5 separate regions of the Mus musculus genome follow, and regions 1, 2, 3 and 5 are each linked to region 4. Evidence: chromatin contacts called from public HiChIP or PLAC-seq and promoter capture Hi-C data. All regions are on one chromosome and are shown on one strand. The core of a region is the stretch at or near the end of the contact, and the rest is flanking DNA. Distances in the headings are between cores, read along the strand shown. Region 1 holds the start of Ccdc15 (coiled-coil domain containing 15). Region 2 holds the start of Msantd2 (Myb/SANT-like DNA-binding domain containing 2). Region 3 overlaps Hepacam (hepatocyte cell adhesion molecule). Region 4 holds the start of Fez1 (fasciculation and elongation protein zeta 1 (zygin I)). Region 5 holds the start of Tbrg1 (transforming growth factor beta regulated gene 1).

Region 1 (2,700 bases), core at 117-2,616, 520 kb before region 4:
ATACCTGGGTATGATGTTTTGTGACTGTTATTCCAGCCCTTGGGAAGCTGAGGCAGGAGGAACCTGAACTACCTAGGAGATCCCATTAAAAGCTGTGAAACAATCAACTATATACCTAAAACCCTCCCTTGAAGAGTATAAAGGCTTGTTCTATGATCATATATAGTTTCTGTTTAAAAGTAGACTAGTTAAAAAAAGTTGGCAGGGTATATAGTTCTTGACCAGCATGTATGAAGCCCTGGGCTTAACTTCCAGTACTGAGTAAAATGAAATACAAACAAAACTCAAAGATCAACTTCAATTGCCCTAGTGATGTCTTCTCTGGAAATGTCCTATCAATGTCAGTGTAAATTCTCCAATGGATTTTAAATTCTCCAAACAAGGGATCTTTGTTCACTGGGAGTATCTGGAGTAACCAGAAAACATACTGATATATAAAATGCTTGCAATAAGGTATGTTGAAGTAAAGCAGGGTGACACGTGCCTGTAACGGCAGCCATTGGGAAGGCTAAGGCAGGAGGATTGCAAGTTCGAGGCCTGGGCTACACAGTGAGTTCAAGTCCAGCATGGGCAACTTAGTGAGACCCTAACTTAAAAGCAAAATTATTAAGGCAGCTAGGGTTTCCACTGCTGCACTTGCCTAGAATGCCAGAGGCCCTTGGTTCAACCCCCAGCACGAATATACACCTTGAGTAAAATGAGTGTATGTCTTTTGGGTTTAATGAAATATCCCAAGCATTGTTTGGAGTGAGTTGTGATGGTCACACACAAGAACATGTCAAAGGTAATCACGAAATAGCGTTGTAAACCTTAGGGGCTGCATAAAAGCGCAGTCTGGTTGATTGTTGGCTTGGTTTGCTTCTCAAGGATCCACTGGCAACATGTTCTTGCCCAGTGGTTCTCAACCTTCCTAATACTGCGACTCTTTAATACAGTTCCTTATGTTGTGGTGACCTACAACCATAAAATTTGGGTGCGACTTCATAACTGTAATTTTGCTCCTGCTATGAACTGTAATGTAAAATATCTCATTGCAGGATATCTGATATGCGACCCCCAGAGGTAGCGACCCTTAGGTTGAGAACTGCTCTGTCTATTCCCGAGATTTCCTCAGCGGTGAACGCTTACTCGCCTGTTCATCATGTCAGACCTCTCACTTCGAGATTTGAGAAGACTACAGCGCCAGTATCCAAAGAGAGGCCGAGTCTAAGCTCGCTGCCGGATTCAACAACCCGCTCTAGTCCTCCCCAACCAAAGGGCAGGAAGCGGAAGTGACGTAATCCCCGCGCTCGGATTCCCGCCTCCCCAGCCCAAGACGGGTGACAAATGCGGAAGAGGCAGGGCAGGCGTGGGCCCCGGGGTGGCAGTTTGCTGTTTGTCCTTTGCGTAGCAGCCCGCGGAGTTTGAGTCTGTGTGTGAGACGGACCGGATCGCGGCAGGCTCCAGGCTTCACAGGTCTCCTATCCAACTGTTGGAGCCTCACAGGACCCCGCTTTCCTGGCCGGGCTTCAGACGCCCCCCACCTCCTGTGCCCAGGCTTCTTAAGACCCCCGGCTCCTGCCCGGGCCTTAGACTCCCCTCCAGCCCCATGCCGTGGGCCGGCGCTTTTCCACCCGCGGTCATCTCAGACTCAAGCCCTGCCCTTAGCGCCCGCCTATGCTCACCTCTGGGCAGGCTTTCATCTCCCAAGTAAATCCTTGTTTTTTCGTCCTCTCATCTCCGTTCCTTCTAGAAAGTAATTTTTACGCCTTTCCCCCTTGTCTTAAGCCTTGTCCCTCTTTCTCTTTTCTTCTAACCAGAAGTCAATGCCAGGAGGTATGGCGCCCCTCAAGAAGCCTCGGAATCCCACAAAATTGCCCCTGGCTTTAAATCCCACGAAGAGCAAGGACGTTTTGGCAGTGCTGGCTGAGAGGAACCAGGCCATAATACCAGTTGGGGCTTGGGTGGAACCTGCCTCACCAAATTGGTCGGGAATTCCAGCACATGTGAGTGTCAGTTGACCCGGTTACTGTGATCGCTGCCAGCCCTTTTTATTAGCCTTCTCTAAATTTTTGGTACTTAAAGAAAGATGAACTGCTGGAGGATGCTGTTTCCATTCTGATACAGGTTATATTCTTGCGTCAAAATTATACAACAATGATGTGTTTTCCAAAACTTGCTTCATCTTTGGTTGACACAATCAAATATTAACTTAGTTCTTACTACATACCAGCAAGTAGGCTAGTTTACTTCACAAACATGGTTGTTTGCTGTGAATGGCATAGGTACTGTGTACAATTTCCCGACACTGTAACATAAGAAGAATGACAGTTGGTCACTCTTCAAATGTTAAGTAGTTGCTCAGAGTTTATAAGTTTTTAAATGCAGATCCAGGCAAAATGAAAATAAGAAAATAAAAGAAAGAGGTTAATCCTGATAGACTCTGAGGAAGTTGTAAATTCCACGGGGCCAAGGAACTTCTTGTTTATTTTTGTTTTTGGGGTAAACTAGGTCCTTAGGATGTAGTTGTTGAACGAATGAGGAACTATGGTCATTGTCTGTGAAGGAATAGAAATGCTGTACACTCAGGGTAGAAGCATTTCAGATGAAGAAATGCCCTTTCAAAAGTTTACACATGTAAATATTTGATTTAATTTAATTTAATTTTTGATTTAATTTAATTTAATTTAATTTAATGTAAATATTTGATTTATTTACACA
Region 2 (2,700 bases), core at 120-2,619, 660 kb before region 4:
GATGGTAAAATTAACCCACATTAAGCCTCCACATTTAAACATGCTGATGCATAAGGATGGCCAGATGCATACTCGGTTTTACTTGTCCGCATCCGGGCACCCTAACTAAAGCAGAAAAAACCTGGGTGACAAGAGAGGGCTTCCTCAGAATTAGAAGCCTCCTGACTCTCAAGGCAACCTGACTCTGAAAAGATCGCCAGTCCAAATTCCAAAAGAACCTTCAAGCAGACTAACGTTCAAGGTGTCCTCTACTGTCCTCTACCTCCACGATAACAATACACGACCTTTCTTTCACTAAGCCTTTCCAGCTCTCCAAAAGCACCTCAAATCTTGCTAGTCCTTGTATCACCTCAACTGACAAGCAAAGCGACTGACACAAAAGGCCAGCCGTCCCAATGCTCTATTCTTGAAACTTCAGCAAAGGAAAAAAATCTTACACTGGGCGCTCATCCGGCCCTCTGCTACCCTTCCTCAATTCCATCCCAGCTGGAAAGCTTCAGTCTGGGAGCCCCTCTATCTGGGAACAAAGCAGTGCGGGCGACAGCACCCGCGACAGTTGCGGGCCCCGCGCACAATGAGAGAAACTACCAACTTCAGAGCGCAGGAACATCCTCAATTGGCAAGAAAGAGGGGCGGCGGCAGACACGCCCAACTTCAAACTCAGGAAACCTACGGGCTGGCGGCCATCTGGAAAGAAGCGCCCCTTCCCAGGGAGAGAAGAAAGAGGCGGAGCAGACACAAGGGATACCCGGGGCCCGGGAGGGGAGCCCCGCGCTCGGCCCGGCCCCCGCCCCCAGGCCCGTTTCCCCGCCTTCTCTGCCTCTGGTTCGCAGCCCCGGGCAGAGCGGCCGGTTACCTTGATGCGCTCCCGGCACTGGGACGGGGTCCGCTCGTAGCCCAGCTCGGCCAGGGCCCGGGACACGCGCTCGTACATGGCCGGCCCAGGGGCCTTGCTGCCGAATACCGTGCCGGCTCCCTCCAGCTGCTGGTACCGCGCCTCCACCAGCCGCTCGTTGCCCCATACAGCGATGAGCGCGTTCGTCTCTGCCGGCGTCCACGACATACCCCGGCAGGCGGCGGCAGCGGCCGCCGCAGCCCCGCCACTGCCGCCGCCGGGCGAGAAGGAGACCGAGGACGAGGCAGCGCCGCGGCCCCCCAGCCCCAGCCCGAGACCCCCGGACGCCGCGGCCCCCGAGCCCGCCGCGCTGCCGGGCCCGAGAGGGGAGGCTCCCCGAGGCGTGGAAGGGTCGGACAGCGATGGGTTCCCGTCGCTCAGGTCGCCGGGAGACGCCGGGGAAAGCACCTCCATCTTCGGAATTTTGAGCGGCGAGTTGGCGGGCAGCTCCGAGCCACAGGGCGCAGCCATCTTCCAAGCCGCCGCCGCTGCACCGCCCGGAAGTGACGCACCCCTGCATCCGGCCACCGGGGTCTCCGGGGCTGCCCTGGGGCCTGGCTCGGGGCTGAGTGGCTCGCCGCGGTCAGAGGGCCCGGAGGATGTGTCTGGCTGGCCCAAGCAGCCCGCAAATCTTCGCCTTTCCCCTCCAGCCAGCTGGTGCCGGCCGCTCCTCTCCCGGGAGGAGAAGCTGGGACCCGGCGCACCCAAGCTCCGAGCAGAGAAGGGTGGGGGCATGAGGGCGCGGGAGTGAAGGACTGGTTGGAGCCTCCCCACTTCCTTTCCAATCTCAACCCTCACAACAGGGGTGAGGCCCGCGAGGGCCTCGAATTAAGGACGAATTGGCTATTTCTGTTTTCCTGTCTCCGCCCCTGAGCCTATCCTCCCTCTAAGCCCGCCTTTAGGTACGGGAACCGAGGTCCAGACTGGAGACTAGGAAACCCTACAAAGGGTATGTGGAGGAAGGCAAAGCGGGAAGGCTGCTTGCAGTGGTTCTGGACAAGACTTTCGAGAACAGATATGAGTTAGAGTTTGCACGCTTTAGCTTTTCAAGAAACTCAGCCTCTATAGCAACTCTGATTGCACTCACGTGTTCTGCTAGGCAAACACCCTGTCACTGAGCCACACCCACAAGCTTCGTTTCGTTTGTTTTCTTGTTCCTCTGAGTAACTGTGTAGCCAATGATAAAGTAAATGTCTTTCTTGCTTTTATACAGTATCTATAATGGGGACATGAAAGAGCTCCAGAGCCCAGCAGAATAGCTACTCCGGTACCTCAGTCCACTGGGATTTGGGACTGGTTTAAAATTTCCCAGTCAAGTTCAAGGAAATGAAACTGTTCCTGTGACCTAGTAGTAAATTAGCACTCATCACTCACTCCTGAATATTTCCGTAAAGTCTTGAACATTGAAGTATCATATAGCTATAAGATATAACCTTGTTTGTGTGGTATTATTTTGGTTTTTGACACAAGGTTTTTCTGTGTTATCCTGGCTGTCCTGGAACTAAGTCTATAGACCAGGCTGGCCTCAAACTCCGCCTGCCGCCTCTGCCTCTGGAATGTTGGGATTAAAGGCCTGAGCTGCCACCACCACCTAGTCAATTTCCATATTCTTTAAAGCTGGAAATCCTGTTTATCTCAGATCATTAACTTTAAAACCTCAGTAGTGGCAGAAAGATGCCTCAACCAGTACAGGTATTTGCTGCCAAGCCCGCCCAATGACTGAAGACAACCTGCTCTCATGACTTGTTCTTTGACCGTCATACATGGGACATGCCACCCATATCCCCACACTTACACACAAAATT
Region 3 (2,700 bases), core at 105-2,604, 550 kb before region 4:
TGATGGATATGGGGTCTTGGAAGTTGTTCATGAGATGATGCAGAAGAAAAGATGAAGTTGTACGAGTCGAGGAGGGACAAGAGATTCAAGGGTCCCTGGGGACATTAGGGGAGAGAGGACAGAACCCACCCACCCCCACCCCCCGCCCCGGGTCTTCTTGTCTTTCATCTATTCATGTGCTGTTTTTACAGCTCTGTCCACTGTCCTGGGTTCTGAGCATCTAGGACCACGGCAGGTGGAAAGCAGGAGGCGAGGGGGTTGGCCATCTTGCTTTGACATGTTGGGGCATGTTAAGCTTCTTTCTCTTTCCACGTTTCTCTGGAGAGTGGAATCTTATTTTTTTCTTACAGCTCAAGGAAGCTTCTCAGCCTTCCTGGGGATGATTGAAAGCTTGTTTTGTAAAATAACAGTCAGGAAGAAGAGCATGAATGGTTAAAACCAGGTCCTTGTCAGGGGCAGTTTGCTGGGTCGTCGGTGAGTGGCCACACCAGTCTCTATAGGAACAAGCCTACCCACATTCTCATGAACGCAAACTGGAAGGAAGACCAGTATGACACACTTTTGGGGAGGCCACTGGAGGCCTGATAGCTTGTCCTGGCCTAGCCCCAAGTTCCCAGGGTCTTAGGAATGCACCTGGGGTTCACTCTTATCACCTGGAAAGATGGGGAAGCAGATGTCCAGAAAAGGTCCTTAAGACGACATCTTTGTAATCAGAACAGGCCCTGTGTACCCAGGAACCAGCATCAGACTTGTCTTTAGTTTTAGGACAATGTGTGTTCGGGGGTAAGTGGCCTCTAAATTGGGCTGGGGGGGGGGCTACCACAGACTTTAGGGGTTAGAGGCATGTGGGATTGGGAGGTGGATGGGAAGTATAAACACTGCCAGGGGGCGCATAGGATCGTCTCACTGGGTAAAATTACTGTTAGTTTCCATAAAATCCTTTAGGGGATTGGGCCAGAAATTTAATAATCTATGTAGTCCTAAGAGGGCACAGCTCATACCCACTGAGAACACAGCCAGAGAACACAGCCAGTAAACCCAGCGCACATGCAACCGGGTTTAACACCAAGATCAGCCATTTGTGCAAACTCACACGCGTGTGCACCCTAAACGGGGATCAGGCCACGATCTCCTTTCACTCCTGGCCAGAGGCATCAGGACTTCTCAGCCTCCCCCCCCAGCCGCGGACAGCAGACCGTGGGCAACCGCAGAGGGCTCTCGAGGAGGCTCAGGCACTGATCTCCACCTGCCCTGACTCGTCCTGCTCCCGGATTCTCTGCACGCCTGCAGTCCGCAGTGAGCGCGAAGAGCTGCGCGAGCGGCCTGGCGAGCTCGGGGCCCGCGGTGGCGACGTGTGCGTCCGGCCAGTGGCAGGGGAACGTGCTGGGGAGCGCGGGTAGCGGCGGGCTGAGCGGATGGGAAGCCCCGGAGAGCGGCCGGGCACGGGCGGCGACACGGAGTAGCCAGGGGGACCGGGTTCTGTGGTGCTCCGTGGCTCTGTAGCAGGGTTTTCATCTGGCTCTGAGGAATCCTGCAAACACAGGCGACGCAAGGATCAGTTGTCCCCTGAACCCAATCTGGGAGCTCTTTGTTTTAGGGACTGGGACTAAAGAGGCACGCACAGGTTGTGTGTGTAGTGTGTCTCTCGGGAGTTTCCAGCCACACCCGCCACGTCCACTAGACGGCAGACGGCAGACGACACCTTGTGGCCCAGACATGTGGCAGGTACTCAGTAAATGTTAACATGATTCAGAGCCTCGTCTATCCTCTTAAAGTTCTGTCAAGTAGGTCTATTGCATGTGAGCAGAGAAGAGTGGAAGGGCTCTGGCGACCACCAAATAGGTCTTTTGAATAGCCTGGACATGGTGGGAGCTAGGGTGGTCCATGAGATTGTACGGTGACCGTCACTTGTATTGTGATGGGCAGGTCTGCCACTCATTTGCTTGTTTAGCCCTTCACACGTTGTTTTGTCTCTCTGTCTCATTTTCCAATTTCTTAAGTGGGGATTTTTGAAAATACTGCAGAAATACAAAGATTTCTGCAAACATTGCAAAGGAATGGCCACGTCACACGCTCCCTAGCATGCTGTAGGTTCTCATTGACCGAGTAGCTTACCTTATCCTTCAGGATATAGAGTGCCATTGGGTTCTTCCGCTCCTGTTCTCCACTTCGGGGTAGGGTATCTGCTGCATAGGGAAAGAATAGGGAGTCTGGTCCACGGACAGATCTTCTACATCAGTGGTTTTCAACCTTTCTAATGTTGTAACCCTTAAATGCAGTTCCTTATGTTGTGATGACCCCCAACCATAAAATTATTTTTTGTTGCTATTTCATACCTGTAATTTTGCTATTGTTACGAATCGTAAATATCTGTTTTGTAACGATCTTTGAGAAAAGGTCATTCTACCCCAAGAGGGTCATGGCCCACAGGTTGAGAACCACTGCTCTACACCATCCAGCACCTATATTCTGTACCTGCACCCTCTTGACTCTGATAATTCCTCATCGCCCTCTTTTCCTTTTCCCAGGAGGTCTCTCTGATGTGAATGCTGATGGGCTGGGTCCACGGGTAGCTGGGAGCTTACCTTCTGATTTTAGGCGGTCATCATTCTGATCCATGTATTCCAAGGAGTTTTGCTTCTCCAACTTCCTCTTCTTCCTGCAAATCAAACCAGCCCCCCGCCGAGAACAGAGCTATTG
Region 4 (2,700 bases), core at 39-2,538:
TCCCCTCCCATTCCCATATAGATCCTTAAAATGCCCTCTGTTATCCACTTCCAGACTCCCACTGCTCTTCTGCAAAACCTGGCTAGTATAAGCTGTCCATTTTGCCAGAAAGAATAAATACTCATTTGCACATGGCTCAGCAACCCCTTCACCGGACTCGGTACCCTCCCCCCCCCTTCTGTTCCATTCACCTCCATTTCAGACCTCCTCTCCCTCTTCTGTCGGAGTAAAGAAAGGCTCTTCTAGGCAGCACAATGGCTGGCACTCTGAGGATGCACGGCTCATCCCACGCAGCCCCTGCTCATACTCCACTGTCTTCCCTTTGCCAAATAAGACCTGGTCACCGGGATGGGTGAGTCGTACTTGGAGACAAGATGCAAAGGGAAAGACAAGAGGGCAAGAAGAACGGATTGTATAACACCCCTTCAGCTGAACCTCCGCTCTGCAGCACCCTGGGCCCCAAGGATGAGGGCGGGCTCTGCACACTCCTTTTCGTCACACTCGTCCTTTCTCCAACCTGCTCTGTGTAGTAAAACAATCGCTCCCAGAGGACTGCAGCCAGAGGGTCTGACACTGCGAGAATGCCCCGTCTGAGGAAGGCTCCACACGCCGCGGAGGGGCACAAGTAGATTGCAGGATCAGATTCGTAGGGACAAAGATGATTTTGAGACGCCTAAGATAAGCGGAACACATAACGGTCCTGGAATGACATATGGAGTCCACATTGCTCCAGCACCATCAGATAGGGTTTCCCGGCACTGTGTTGCACATGAACACACACACACACACACACACACACACACACACACACACACACACACACACACGATGCTCTGAGATGATGCTACCAGTACCCACTCCGGGGCCCTTGAGCTTGAGCTCCCGCAAGACTGGGAAAGACCAGGACGACGGCCCACGAACCCTTCTTTTTACTTCTGAGGAAAAGACCCAGAGGAGATGAGAGTAGCGCATACCCGAGGAATCCTATGAGAGAATCTCCAATCCTCTGGTCTTCTTCACCACCCGAATTCGACCCCCCCCCCCCCCACACACACACACACCCGCCCCCAGGACTGGGGCTAGTCCAGACTAAGATCGCCTTTCCCACCACCGCACCTGAGCGGGTCCTGGAGGAAGGAATCGGATCCCAGGGCTCAGCCAGACATCCCCAACCACCGACTAGAGGTGGCCCGGTGCAGCACAACGTCAGCGGGCAAGCCAGCCAGCGAGCGCTCCCCCGCTGCTCCGGCTGCGCCTGGTCCCCGCGCTCGTGCCCGGGCTCCCGGAGGCGCGCCCGCACTCGGGAACCCGCCTAACGGGCGCGCCCAGGGCCTGAACGTCATCCTGTCGTGAACACTCATAGCTTCCTTAGAGCACGTGGACCTACCTTTATTAATATTTATGAATTGCCGTTCCTCCCTTCTTTGATACTGGCCCTTCTGCTTCCCACATGAATATTCAGAAGCTCCGAGATGGGGGCGTGCAATCGCTACCAATATGGATTCTTCAGATGGCCCAACACTAGGTTTTGTATAAAAATGCAGGCAAATGGAGTAGATGGGCAGGCAGATACTGACAGACACACTCAAAGAGCCTCTGGCACTTTTTGGACTGCCCTTCCTATTCTATTAGGGGTTGTAGTGGACAAGCCAAGAGGTGCGCCTTACTCCAAAGTCGTTCATAGCTCCAAGGTGAGGGGGCTGGATGGTGGGAATAATTTTGTCATCCAAAACTGTGGAATGCAAGTGAGAAATTTGAGTGAGGGGGATCCAGGAATAGAAAGACTTCAGACTTTACACCTCACACGTTGATGTGCTGTATGTAAATCTGTGCTTAGAGATGCTATTCATATAAAATCTAATAATGTAGTTTTAAAAAAAAGAAAAGAAAAAGAAAGAAAAGAGAAAAGACAGCACAAGAGAGGCATGTCTGCCTGGTGACACCTCCTAATTTTGTCTGATTTTAGGCCAAACCAAGAATGACAGCCGGGAGGTGAAGGGGGTCTTCCCTATGTTGATTTATGCACTCTTATCACAACAGTTCAATCATGAGGGGCAGGGAAGGCAGGGGGACATCATCTCTGATGAAATTAGAAAAAGTATTAGCCATTCTGCCCTCCTGGTAATTAGAAACATGAGGGTGTTTTTCTTGTTAGAAAAAAAAGTGGTCATGAGAGCTCAGCAGGTGAAAGGTGCTCATTGTCTAAACCTGAACCCGACTCTGGGGACTCCCATGAATGTGCTAGAAGAGAACTGAGTCCACAACATTGTCCTGCAACCTCCACAAGAGCACTATGGCAACTGCACCTATATACACACACACGCAAAACAAGAAATAGATGCTAAACCCTATTTTTCTGGCGTCATGTGGTTTTGTGACCTTGGGAAAGTTATCCTTGCTGCGGCTCACGTTTTCATCAACATAATGAGGGTTATACCTCCCACTTCCGAGGCCTGTTGTTAGATTAAGGGAGTGAACTCATGCAATGCACTTCTAGGAAGGAGAGGAGGAGCTATGACCCTTGGCTACTTCCTTAGCAGAAGCTTTAATGCACTTTTCTATGCTGGTTTTGATTGGTGATGGTGGTACGAGGTGTAGTGGAGGTTGGGGTGGGGGCTCAAACCATGTAGTCAAGGGTTGATCTTGAACGTCTGATATTTCCACCTTCACCTCCCGAGTGCTGAGACTACAGATGTGTAC
Region 5 (2,700 bases), core at 130-2,629, 820 kb before region 4:
GGTCATCTTTCCCTACACAGAGAGTTTGGCACTGTTAAGAACCCAGTCTATCAAAGCCAACAAATAAACAATACCTTCTTTTTTGTCAAATTTGCAAGAAAATTGCCTTAATTGTAAAAGAAAAAGTCTCAAGTGAAAAAAAAAAATAATAATAAACATGTTTGGGACTATTCCACTGAAGTCTACTGGCCAAAAGAGCTTTCAACTAAAGCAGAGGCTGGGACTTTCCTCCTCATAGACACAACACACGAAGAAGATGAATAATACAAAAAGTCAGATAGATGTCAAAGTCTATGAGAACAAAATGCAGCTAAACAGCAAATCAGGCAGTTAAAACTAACGCTTTATTAAGAATAAAGTCAATTTCGATTACTATGAGTGCTTTCAGATTCCAAGCTAGAATTCCAGTATATATTTTCAAAGCAGTGTATTTTATAAGTTGTCACAATTCTGATGGCTTTTAAAACCAACTAAATCCACAGGAGCACCTTAGGTATTTGTGAAGGCAAATGGTACCCTGGAGTTGCATTATTAAGACCCAACCAAGTTCAAAAAAAGCAGCTTGTTACATGGGCAGTCATAGAAGAGTATCTACACGCTTTTTCTCTTGGGTTGCAGTTTGTCAAAACTGCAATGGTTTTTACAGTTTTCAGAGATTAAATACTTGGATCACTTACTGAATTCTAAGTTGTCTTTATCAGTATTAGGTTTTTCTCTAGTAATTCAGTGAGCGCGTTAATTATGTAACATACTTCTTGGCTTCCATGTACAACCGTAAACGTCTAGATTTGGAGAATTTAACAATAATTATCTTTTATATGAGTACACTAGTTTGGAAATCCACCCCATCTCATTTCTTACTTTGAGAGGGAGAAAACAAACAACAAAAACAAAATGTGAAAAAGAGGCTCAGTCAATTGGTTTGACACTACTGAAAGAAAAAAACGATAGGAAGTATGTGTACTTGAAACGCTCCTGGTTTCATTTTAAAACCACTGAAAGCCGACCTTGTGCTACTTAACATTTTATTAAAACAGTTTGCTAACTAGATACCAAGCTTTGGGGCAATCAAGGTCTTGTTTTACTATCCCCGAAGTTCACAGCCTAAGAAACACTTGTGCGATCAGCACATATGGGAAACTGAGTTCCCCGCATTAGTATTTAAGTCTGCTAAAACCCCAGGAAGGCCTGCTGCTCAGAGCAACCTGGGAAAGCAGATGTGGACGTGCATTCCCTGAGGGCACCTGCCTGAGCGTCTGCATCAGGACTTTAAACTCTTCCCTACTTCGCTGGCTATCAGCCGGGTAGGACCGGTTCTTTCCAGCTCCAGCTCCTTGCAACCCTGAGCCACACCCGTCCTCCCAGCCCACCGCTAGGTCCGAACCACCGCAACTTCCAAACCCGGAAGTTACACGTGGCGGTGCTTTTGCGCAACTTCCGGCGGGTCTTCCTTGGGAAATCGACTGGGAAGTGCCGAGGATCGCCATCTGTTTCTGCCTGCGCTCCATCCCCTCCGCGCCCCGGAGCTCCAGAACCCGGTCTGATCATGAGCGTGTTGAGCGGCCTGGCCTCCGAGCCGCGCACCCCGCTGTCCAGCAAGGCCAGGATGAAAAGGCTCCCGAGGAAGAGCCAGAACGAGAAGTACCGGCTGAAGTACCTGCGGCTGCGCAGAGCAGCTAAGGCCACGGTGTTTGTGAGTCTGGGTTTGGGTGGGGACTGTCTTCCCCACCTCAACTCTCTCAGAGAAAGAATATCCGTCCAGTGTTAGTTGCCTCGCTTGGGAATATTAGTTCCATATCCTTGCATAAGTTATTCCTCTAGTCCTGTCAACTCCTCTATAAATGAGGACTGAAGAGTGCTCCGCCAGCAAACTTTAGTCATTACCTTCTTGCTACTTTTCGTTTCGAGCCTAAGGAGTGTCTTTTAAGGCGAGCACACTGAAATGAAGCCCAGAGGGATGACGTGCCCTAACTCCAACTTGGATACCCTGATTCCAGTTTATTATTTACTCTACACAGCCTGTTTCCTAAGTACACCCAACCCTAACGCCATGGCTGCCGCTTTCGTAAACAGGCACCTAAATCTTTCAAAATTGTCCTGGTTGTAGCTCCCTTTGACGAGGCTTCTAGGTGTTTCTGCCTTCCCTCCATCCGAAACTGAAAGTGGAACTCAACATCAGGAAACAGGCTACCTCCTCCTGCTGAGGTGTATAGACACTTCCTGCTTTAATTGTAGGGATTTAGGATTTGATGAGTAAACTTCTTTACCAGCCAAGAAGTATTAGGGTCTAATAAATCTGATAACAGTCTAATAAATAGACTATTCTAGCTTAGCCAGTCACCTCAGTGCTTGCTTGGTAATAGGTATACGGTCCATATACCCTCACATCTGAACCTGCAGTTTAACACTTCTTTCTACAAGGTCTTTGTAGACGTATCGGGAAAAGTTTTGACTTTCAATTTGTTGTTGCTAAAACATTTAACGCTTGTATATGTGTCGAGGGAAATATGAGTAAATCAGGAAGTCAACACCTTATACTCACTGTTCTCTCTTGTCACATGATGTCAGAGCCTGCCTAATGCTTACAAGTCGACATTTAAAGATAGTGTTGGTTTCGTTAAGTATACAAAGATCTTATGAAACCAAAGGGTCTCCGTGTACTTAAACCAACTGATGCCTTGAACACCAATTTGAGGCTCC

Evidence for each region. Promoter capture Hi-C pulls out the DNA fragments that hold promoters and counts their contacts. HiChIP or PLAC-seq counts read pairs in DNA pulled down with a chosen protein or histone mark. Capture Hi-C pulls out chosen DNA fragments and counts their contacts.
Region 1: a contact with region 4 is called in a promoter capture Hi-C map of pancreatic islet. The contact joins the promoter of Ccdc15 here to the promoter of Fez1 in region 4. A contact is called at or near these places in 11 of 39 promoter capture datasets (the 3T3-L1 cell line, 3T3-L1-derived adipocytes, HPC-7-derived erythroid cells and 8 more), 3 of 115 datasets of contacts at active chromatin or transcription factors (astrocytes, embryonic midbrain and fibro-adipogenic progenitors) and 1 of 9 other capture datasets (pancreatic islet).
Region 2: a promoter capture Hi-C map of cranial neural crest shows a contact between it and region 4. The contact joins the promoter of Msantd2 here to the promoter of Fez1 in region 4. A contact is called at or near these places in 5 of 39 promoter capture datasets (cranial neural crest, hippocampal neurons, liver and 1 more).
Region 3: an H3K4me3 HiChIP or PLAC-seq map of craniofacial prominence shows a contact between it and region 4, with 5 times the contacts expected there. The contact joins the enhancer-like site here to the promoter of Fez1 in region 4. A contact is called at or near these places in 3 of 39 promoter capture datasets (frontonasal cranial neural crest, liver and pre-B cells) and 3 of 115 datasets of contacts at active chromatin or transcription factors (craniofacial prominence and embryonic stem cells).
Region 5: a promoter capture Hi-C map of frontonasal cranial neural crest shows a contact between it and region 4. The contact joins the promoter of Tbrg1 here to the promoter of Fez1 in region 4. A contact is called at or near these places in 4 of 39 promoter capture datasets (cranial neural crest, frontonasal cranial neural crest, hippocampal neurons and 1 more).

Annotation. Positions count from the first base shown.
Region 1 is chr9:37,347,023-37,349,722 of GRCm38.p6, reverse strand. Ccdc15 (coiled-coil domain containing 15) reads left to right here and starts at 1,366. Exons shown (of 16, transcript NM_001081429.2): 1 at 1,366-1,689; 2 at 1,800-1,985. The coding sequence starts at 1,806.
Region 2 is chr9:37,487,990-37,490,689 of GRCm38.p6, reverse strand. Msantd2 (Myb/SANT-like DNA-binding domain containing 2) reads right to left here and starts at 1,369. Exons shown (of 4, transcript NM_146222.2): 1 at 857-1,369. The coding sequence starts at 1,366.
Region 3 is chr9:37,383,340-37,386,039 of GRCm38.p6, reverse strand. It overlaps Hepacam (hepatocyte cell adhesion molecule), which reads right to left. Exons shown (of 7, transcript NM_175189.4): 5 at 2,586-2,659; 6 at 2,116-2,186; 7 at 1-1,531. The coding sequence ends at 1,229. Among named protein-coding and RNA genes, the nearest start is that of Hepacam, 17 kb to the right of the region's middle. Within about 2 kb of position 1,354, at least 133 of the 459 cell types and tissues checked have an H3K27ac peak or open chromatin away from gene starts, as enhancers often do. A contact at or near this core is called in craniofacial prominence and liver, where this site is marked.
Region 4 is chr9:36,831,328-36,834,027 of GRCm38.p6, reverse strand. It overlaps Fez1 (fasciculation and elongation protein zeta 1 (zygin I)), which reads right to left and starts at 1,288. Exons shown (of 10, transcript NM_183171.5): 1 at 1,117-1,288. It also overlaps the pseudogene Gm27219.
Region 5 is chr9:37,655,991-37,658,690 of GRCm38.p6, reverse strand. Tbrg1 (transforming growth factor beta regulated gene 1) reads left to right here and starts at 1,379. Exons shown (of 9, transcript NM_025289.3): 1 at 1,379-1,693. The coding sequence starts at 1,547.